2 separate regions of the Rattus norvegicus genome follow, and region 2 is linked to region 1. Evidence: chromatin contacts called from public Hi-C data. All regions are on one chromosome and are shown on one strand. Each heading gives the region's core, a stretch centred on a gene start, on an enhancer-like site or on the middle of the called end of the contact. The rest is flanking DNA. Distances are from core to core; before and after follow the strand shown. Region 1 has its middle 140 kb from the start of Slc7a11. Region 2 has its middle 120 kb from the start of Noct.

Region 1 (3,163 bases), core at 237-2,736:
TTTATCTTTGTAGAAAATGCAACCGTGCAGGGAAACCTTGGCCGAATGCCACCGCGTCCTGGCTGAAGCAGCAACACAATTATGGAAAGATAAAACCCACAATGGCCCGTGTGTCCCAGCAGCTAATAGGAAGGAGGTGTTGAGAAGCAGGTGCACTTTTTGTCTCTGTGAGAGGAATTGGTCTTTAGTTCCAAGCTGCCGGCTGCAAATGCCGGCGTTTTCCTTTTATTTATTTATTTCTTTCTTCTTAGATGTCTGCTTCTCCTTGTCATATTTCTTTTCCTTCTCACAAACAGTTCATGAATAAAAAGAAAAGGATTAAATCGTAATCTGATGGTTTCCTTCAGGATCTAATTACTCAGCGCTGTTCTTCCTTCCACATACTGACTTTGTTTTTGAAGACGTGAAATTCTTAGTAAGTATTGCATGCAGTGTTATTAATAAATGTACGGACCGTCTATTACTATTATTTTGTTAAATAAACATGGTAGGTAACTCTTCCTAATTTCTTACCCCCCCCCATTTTTGTAAAACATCTTAACAGAGATCCCACAACTGGCCAACTTGCAGAGAACAGGAGAGTGTGGAGTGCTCACATGTAGGTATCTCTGTCACTCCTCTATGTCCTATCCACAGCCCCCTTCTCAGAGATCACCACAGAAGGAGTCAATATGCTCCAGGGTAGTCGACATCTACAGCAAACAACATTCGCAGGGCGTGACGTGGTCCTTGTATACAGGGACTCACAGTGGCAGTGAATACACGCTTAAGACTGGCACAAGATCAAATCAGTTAGAATCCCAGCATGGACTCCCGGGGAGGCCTCATGAAGCCCACTCCCCGCTGAAGAGCGGTTGGCAATTGCTGGCGCCTGGCAGCGCCTGAATCAGTTATCTTCAGGAATGTGATCCTAGAGGGGTTGTCCCGGCTCCAGCAGCATGCTCTACACCCACGCACATCCAGGCAGCACTAAGTGGACCCAGTGTGATTAAAAACAAAGCGTGCAAAGTTGGGAGAAAAATGGTGGGTGGGATGGGGGGGGGGGGCGACGGGTTGGAGGAGCGGGATTAGGGATAGAGTTGATCAAAATATATGGAATTCTCAATAAAAATGTAATTTAACCAAAGAGCCAATTGGACTCACATGATCATTAATTAAACCATTCCCCAGTTTCAGATTAAAACAAAATTTCCATATGCAGGTTAGTACTCCGTGTTCTCAATTTATTACCGGTAAACTCAGAAAATCAAAGAAAAACCCAGGGCCCGCTAAGCTTTATAGAGATCATAGCGCCCAAGGCGACTCTAGGCCCTAAAGCAAGGGCGGGCGCGTGGGCTGGGTGCAGGGCTCTGGTTTCATTTCCAAATGGTCACAAGCTTAGCTGGTCTCTGAGCAGCGCTGTAGTGCTGCTGGGTATCCTGTCAGGTGCCAGCCATTCTTAAAATACAGAGGGTAAGTGAGTGGAAAAACAGCCCCAGCCTTTCTTCCCGAGTGTGAAGGTGCCCTGTGTCTGCCCACCAGCATTCGGAGGCCAATGGGGTAGAAAAGTACATAAAGTGTTCTTTGAAGTCAGCCTGTCACGAGGAAAAGATACAGCCTAATTGAATTTAATCTTCTTTTAAATGGTTACTCAAAGGAGAGGCTCTGTTAGAAGTTCAGAAGGGCATGAATAAATCCTCCCAGGCGAGTGTCCCTACCATGGGCTAAAGCGTGCTGATGGACAAAGAGGAGGGGACCCTGAAATCCCTGTTTCATCTCCATAGGGCTGATGAGGCTTTAATGAGGAACGACCGATATTTCGTGGCCCTAAGACGTCATCCTCTCCTGTCAAATGGACTTAAGTTCACGGTCTTGAAAATTGTCTCTTCCCTCTCTTCAAATGTCCTCACGAGCCCTTTTACTTTTCAGTTCAAAGAAGACATTAAAAATGGGGTGTTTACTTCTCATCCTCGATTTTGGGCAGATGCCTAATTTCCATAGCTTCCCTACCTCCTGAAGAGTTTCAGGCTTTCTGCCGTCTGCCAAAATAAAGCAAACGTGCGGCATGGTGCTTTGAAGTCTGAGTGAAAGCAAAACTAAATGGTCCATGATTATCTGATCAATTAAAGGCATCGCCTACGTCTTCGGCACTGATGCTTCTCATTTTGGCCACATTCTATACGGTCCTCAGGAAATTAACAGCAGACACCCGGCTTGGGCAGCAGGGGTTATGAAACAAAGGAATGCAGGGAAGTGTGAGCAATGGAAGCAGGCTCCAGCTTTAGCTACAGGACTGTAAGATTCCAGCAGGGACTGAGGAAGGCCGCGGTAGAAGGAAATCTGCAGGAAAGCATGGGATACAATTGCCCAAAATAGAAGTTTGATTTAGAACATTCTTTATAGAGAGGGATCGACTTGATCCAACGCCTTTGCTATGACGGATGCTTTTAATTTTTTGAAACTCATCTCGCAGATTGGAATGTGTGTAGTTCATGCTAACCATAGTTGGTTAAGGGAGTGCTGTAAATAGCACTATGCTAAGAAGAGCTCGATATAGAGATAAATTGAAAAGAACACCTATTAAAGCTCTCCTTACAGGGTTGGTGTGATGACTCACTGGGAAGAGGTCATCAAACCTGATGACCCGAGTTTAATCCCTGGAATCCACATGACAGAAGGGTAGATTCAATTCCTGCACATTGGCCTCTGGTTTCCAATGTGCACATATGTACACAAACACATATAAACCAACATACAAAATACTTTTCAAACACTTTCCTTGGGGTTTACAGTGTTTCCAGTCAAACCCATAAACACCTGTCAATTTAAATGAGAGAACTGAACCCTCGGAGTCTTTCCCATCGACAGGCTCATCCACCCTCTTCCATAGGAGTTGAAATGCACATGTGTGGCGTGTGCTTTCCACTGTAGCTCATCCAGGGCCCACACACCTGACTTGCTTCAGAAGACAGCTGTCTGTGTTTCCTGAGAAGTCCCACTAGGTCTGCTGGTCATCAGTTTTAGTGACTTACATTGCCCATCTGGCAGTAGCAGATTTGACTTACATGGCTTGTGGAGAATGGCCACGATTGCGTGATTGGCCCGACTTCACGGAGCTTGTCCTCTAAATTCACAGATCTGTCTTCAGCCCTGCCTCTTGGTAAGAAAACTATTAACACAGTCA
Region 2 (3,521 bases), core at 31-2,530, 770 kb before region 1:
TATCTTCTTAAGGAGTTTAAAGTTGGAGAAAGGAGACATGGCTGGTTTTGAAAGCAAACATACGCACTCAAGCACAGAAAGATTTTAGAGAGCAAGGCACCCCTGGCTCCCCCAGCTCCGTTTGTGCCCCAAGCCTTAGTAACAGCTAACCTTGAGAGCACTTAGTGCGCTCGGGAGAATTCTACATCTGGCAACATCTTCATTCTGACAGCAGCCCAGTGAGGCACGCCCTTTAGTAGTCCTGCTTTTCAGGACAGGGTGAAGAAAGGACCCTGGTTCTTCTGATGAGGAGGCATACATTCTGTCAGGAGATGAAATAGATGGGGATCATAGAAGTGAATATGCATCCCACCGACCTTTTACTTTCATATTCTCTACTATATTAGAACATAACTAAAAGTGGTTAAAACAGAGCAATAAGCATAACTATGGCAGAGAACCATGATTGCTGAACACACGGACTTTGGGTCGAAGGACGTGGTGGAGGTATGACCACACTCAGCCACTGGCCTGATCTTGAGAGCATCTCTGACACCCGTGGCTTGAACTTTGTATCCTGGATGTTCTGAACCTTGCAATGCCAACAACGCTTTCTCCTCATCTCCAACTCTCTTCCTCACAGATACAAAAGATTGAGGTACCATGGACTGTTCCCATCTGATCTTCCCCTTAAAGTTTAGGGCCGAAGTGTTAGCCAGCTCTTAGATATTGTATAAGAAGACAAAGAATGTCTAAGAAAAAGGGTTGATTTGCGGTCATGGTTTCCATCCATGACCATTTTGCTTTTGGCTTGTGGTCTCATACCGTACCATGGTGGGAACACATGATACAGAAGGTCAGGTTGCCTCACAGCAGCCTGGAAACAGGAAGGAGAGAGGACAGGGTCCTAATAGCACCTGCAAGGGTGTGCTCCCAGTGACCTAACTTCCTGCCACCAGGCCCCCCTTATAACTTACACCACCTCTCTGCAGTGCCACAGGTTTGGGACCTAGCATTCAAATGTGATTCTTAGAACGACATCAGCTAGAACAGAGTTTGGTAGAGAAGGAAGGGAAGTTCATAGATTAAGTCCCCGAGCCTCTGACCACTTTGTTCCTATCCCGTTGGCATGTGTAGGGCTGCAGAGGAAGGGAGGACACAGAGATGCTGCCTCTGTGAGGCCGGCAGGATCCAGGTCACATTCCACCAACCACGGAAGCTGCTGTCTGTTGTGTCCCTGGACAGTCCTAATAATGGCACTTTCATGCAGCCTACATCTGGCTTCTGTTTATAAGCCTTCAAGCCAGAGAGAGCATAGACGAGGAAGGCCCTAGTGGAGGATATTGGCATCAGGATCTAAATGTAGAAGTCATGTGGGGGTGGTTTTGCATATAGCCCTTCATGGTGCCGCTTGGGATCATGTAGGGCTCTTAGCATGGGGCATTTTCAGGCTTTCCTTGTGTATGTACAACACACACACACACACACACACACACACACACACACACACACACACACACACACCAGCTTGCTTCCAGTGGATGAGTAAGCAGGGGCAGCCATGAGATCCAGTTGCAGCTCTCTATGGGAGCCAGTGTGGAAATGTCATGTATCCAGGTCACTGTTTTCAGGCACAACAGTTCTGTGTGGGCCAACGCTGTTTACTGCCAAGTTCATTTAGAACTCTCTGAGCTTTCCCTGCCAGGGCCTCAATCTCTTCAAATTCCTAGAGGAAACCATTGGCGAGGCATGACAGACTTTGAGCACTAGATGGCAGTAAAGGTCCGTGAAACTTTTTTGGTGGCTCTGCGCTCTTTAATTCTCTGCCTTTAGAGGTGAAGAATCCTTGCGGAAGAGAAGAGACCTCGACCATAAATTCCACACGCAATAGCAGGTTCATAATGCACTGGAGTGACTGCATGCTGTATTTTTTCTCTCCGAGAAATAAAATTTCTCTTTCAATGGAGAAGGTTGTTCCTTTACATCTAACATGAGCTAATGTTAAATCTCTCTCTTAAGTAGCAGAGGACGGAGCCTTTAATGTGTGCACTGACCAAGACACCGGGCCTGTGTCTGCAGTGAGATGCAGATTGATGTCTTGAGGGACTGAGCCGGAGTAAGTCATATATTCTGCAGAGAGAGGGCTGTTTCTCCTCTTAATCATGGACATTTGACTTGTCAAAAAAATGTTTTCTCATTGATTGCCTGAGACAGAGTGTGCAGGCTAGAAAGACAAGTTTACCAAAAATCTCCTTCACTTGGAAGGGATGTTAAGGGGAAACCAGTGACTAATATCTTTCATTTAAAACACATTTGCCTGTTGGAGAGTGTGACAGTAACGTGTTGGTGGGACAGAATTACATTTATTTTTATTTTGCTCCTGCTTTTAAACTTCTTTCTTGTATTACCTGAGAAATAGGACTCATGAGCATTAAAATTAATGCTAAAATGAGCAAGCCTATAATACAAGCACCCAGGAGTCAGAGGCAAGAGGATTAGGAGTTCAAAGTCATTTCTGGCTATGTATTGAGATTGAGGACAGCCTGGACTGTATGAGCCCATGCCAAAAAAAAAAAAAAAAAAAAAAAAAAAAAAAGGGACCATTATCAGCAGAATCTATCTGTCCGTCCGTCCATCCATCCATCCATCCATCTGTCTATGTATATATGCCTGTATATATGGATGGATGGTATCATTCATTTATCTACCTCTCAGTTTATTCTCAGTATCAATCCTTTTATCAGTCATGTCATGCAATAAAAGCACTAAAATGTCCTCATTGCGATGTGCTTTTTGGCACCTGGTCGGTGAACTCTTTATCAATTGCAAAATGTGAGATTAGAAAAATAGAAAATCCGTCACAGAGCCCCTAGCATACCCTACACTTAATTCGCGACTGAGTCACGGTTCCTTCGACATGTCTGCCGCGGTGGCTCACAGCTGAGTCCTCGCAATGATTGCTTGGCAGTGGAGCAGGAGGGCAGGTGTCCTGCATGTCACCTCCACTCTGCCATGCCCGGCTCTTGGCATGCCGTCTGCGATGCCGTGGGGTCACTGCCTGCTTGGTGAGTGAATGGCATGGGCCTGGCTGCCAGCCTGGCATGTCAAGAACATGTTCATTTCCACGTTGTGGAGGTGTCGTATTCTGAAGCCTGCTTGTTCTGCGTGGATGCTTCCAAATGCAGAGAGATCTACCTAGAGGCCCCGAAGAGTTGTGATTGGAACAACTAGGATAATCACCGTCATACTTCATTCCCCAAATGGGGACAAATACAAATAGTGAGCTTTTCAAAGAAATCAAGACAAGCTGTTTGAAGAAGAATGTGGCCAGCAGTGTGTGTGTGTGTGTGTGTGTGTGTGTGTGTGTAGGTCCAAGGTTCGTATTATCTGTTTTTGGTTGCTCTTCACTTTACCTCTGGAGACATTGTTTCTCACTGAACTTGGAGCTCATCAACTGGTTAGACTGGCTGACCAGGAAGCCCTGGAGTCCTTCTGTCTATCTGTATCCTAGCACCAGGCTCATAGGAATATGCATCACACCT

What was found. Hi-C and Micro-C count contacts between places; a contact is called where the count stands out from the background.
Region 2: a contact with region 1 is called in a Hi-C map of frontal cortex, with 4 times the contacts expected there. The contact joins two enhancer-like sites. A contact is called at or near these places in 8 of 12 Hi-C or Micro-C datasets (the Rat2 cell line, Schwann cells, frontal cortex and 5 more).

What each region holds. Positions count from the first base shown.
Region 1 is chr2:136,529,309-136,532,471 of GRCr8, reverse strand. No RefSeq gene overlaps it. Among named protein-coding and RNA genes, the nearest start is that of Slc7a11, 140 kb to the left of the region's middle. Within about 2 kb of position 1,486, at least 8 of the 93 cell types and tissues checked have an H3K27ac peak or open chromatin away from gene starts, as enhancers often do.
Region 2 is chr2:137,299,565-137,303,085 of GRCr8, reverse strand. No RefSeq gene overlaps it. Among named protein-coding and RNA genes, the nearest start is that of Noct, 120 kb to the left of the region's middle. Within about 2 kb of position 1,280, at least 18 of the 93 cell types and tissues checked have an H3K27ac peak or open chromatin away from gene starts, as enhancers often do.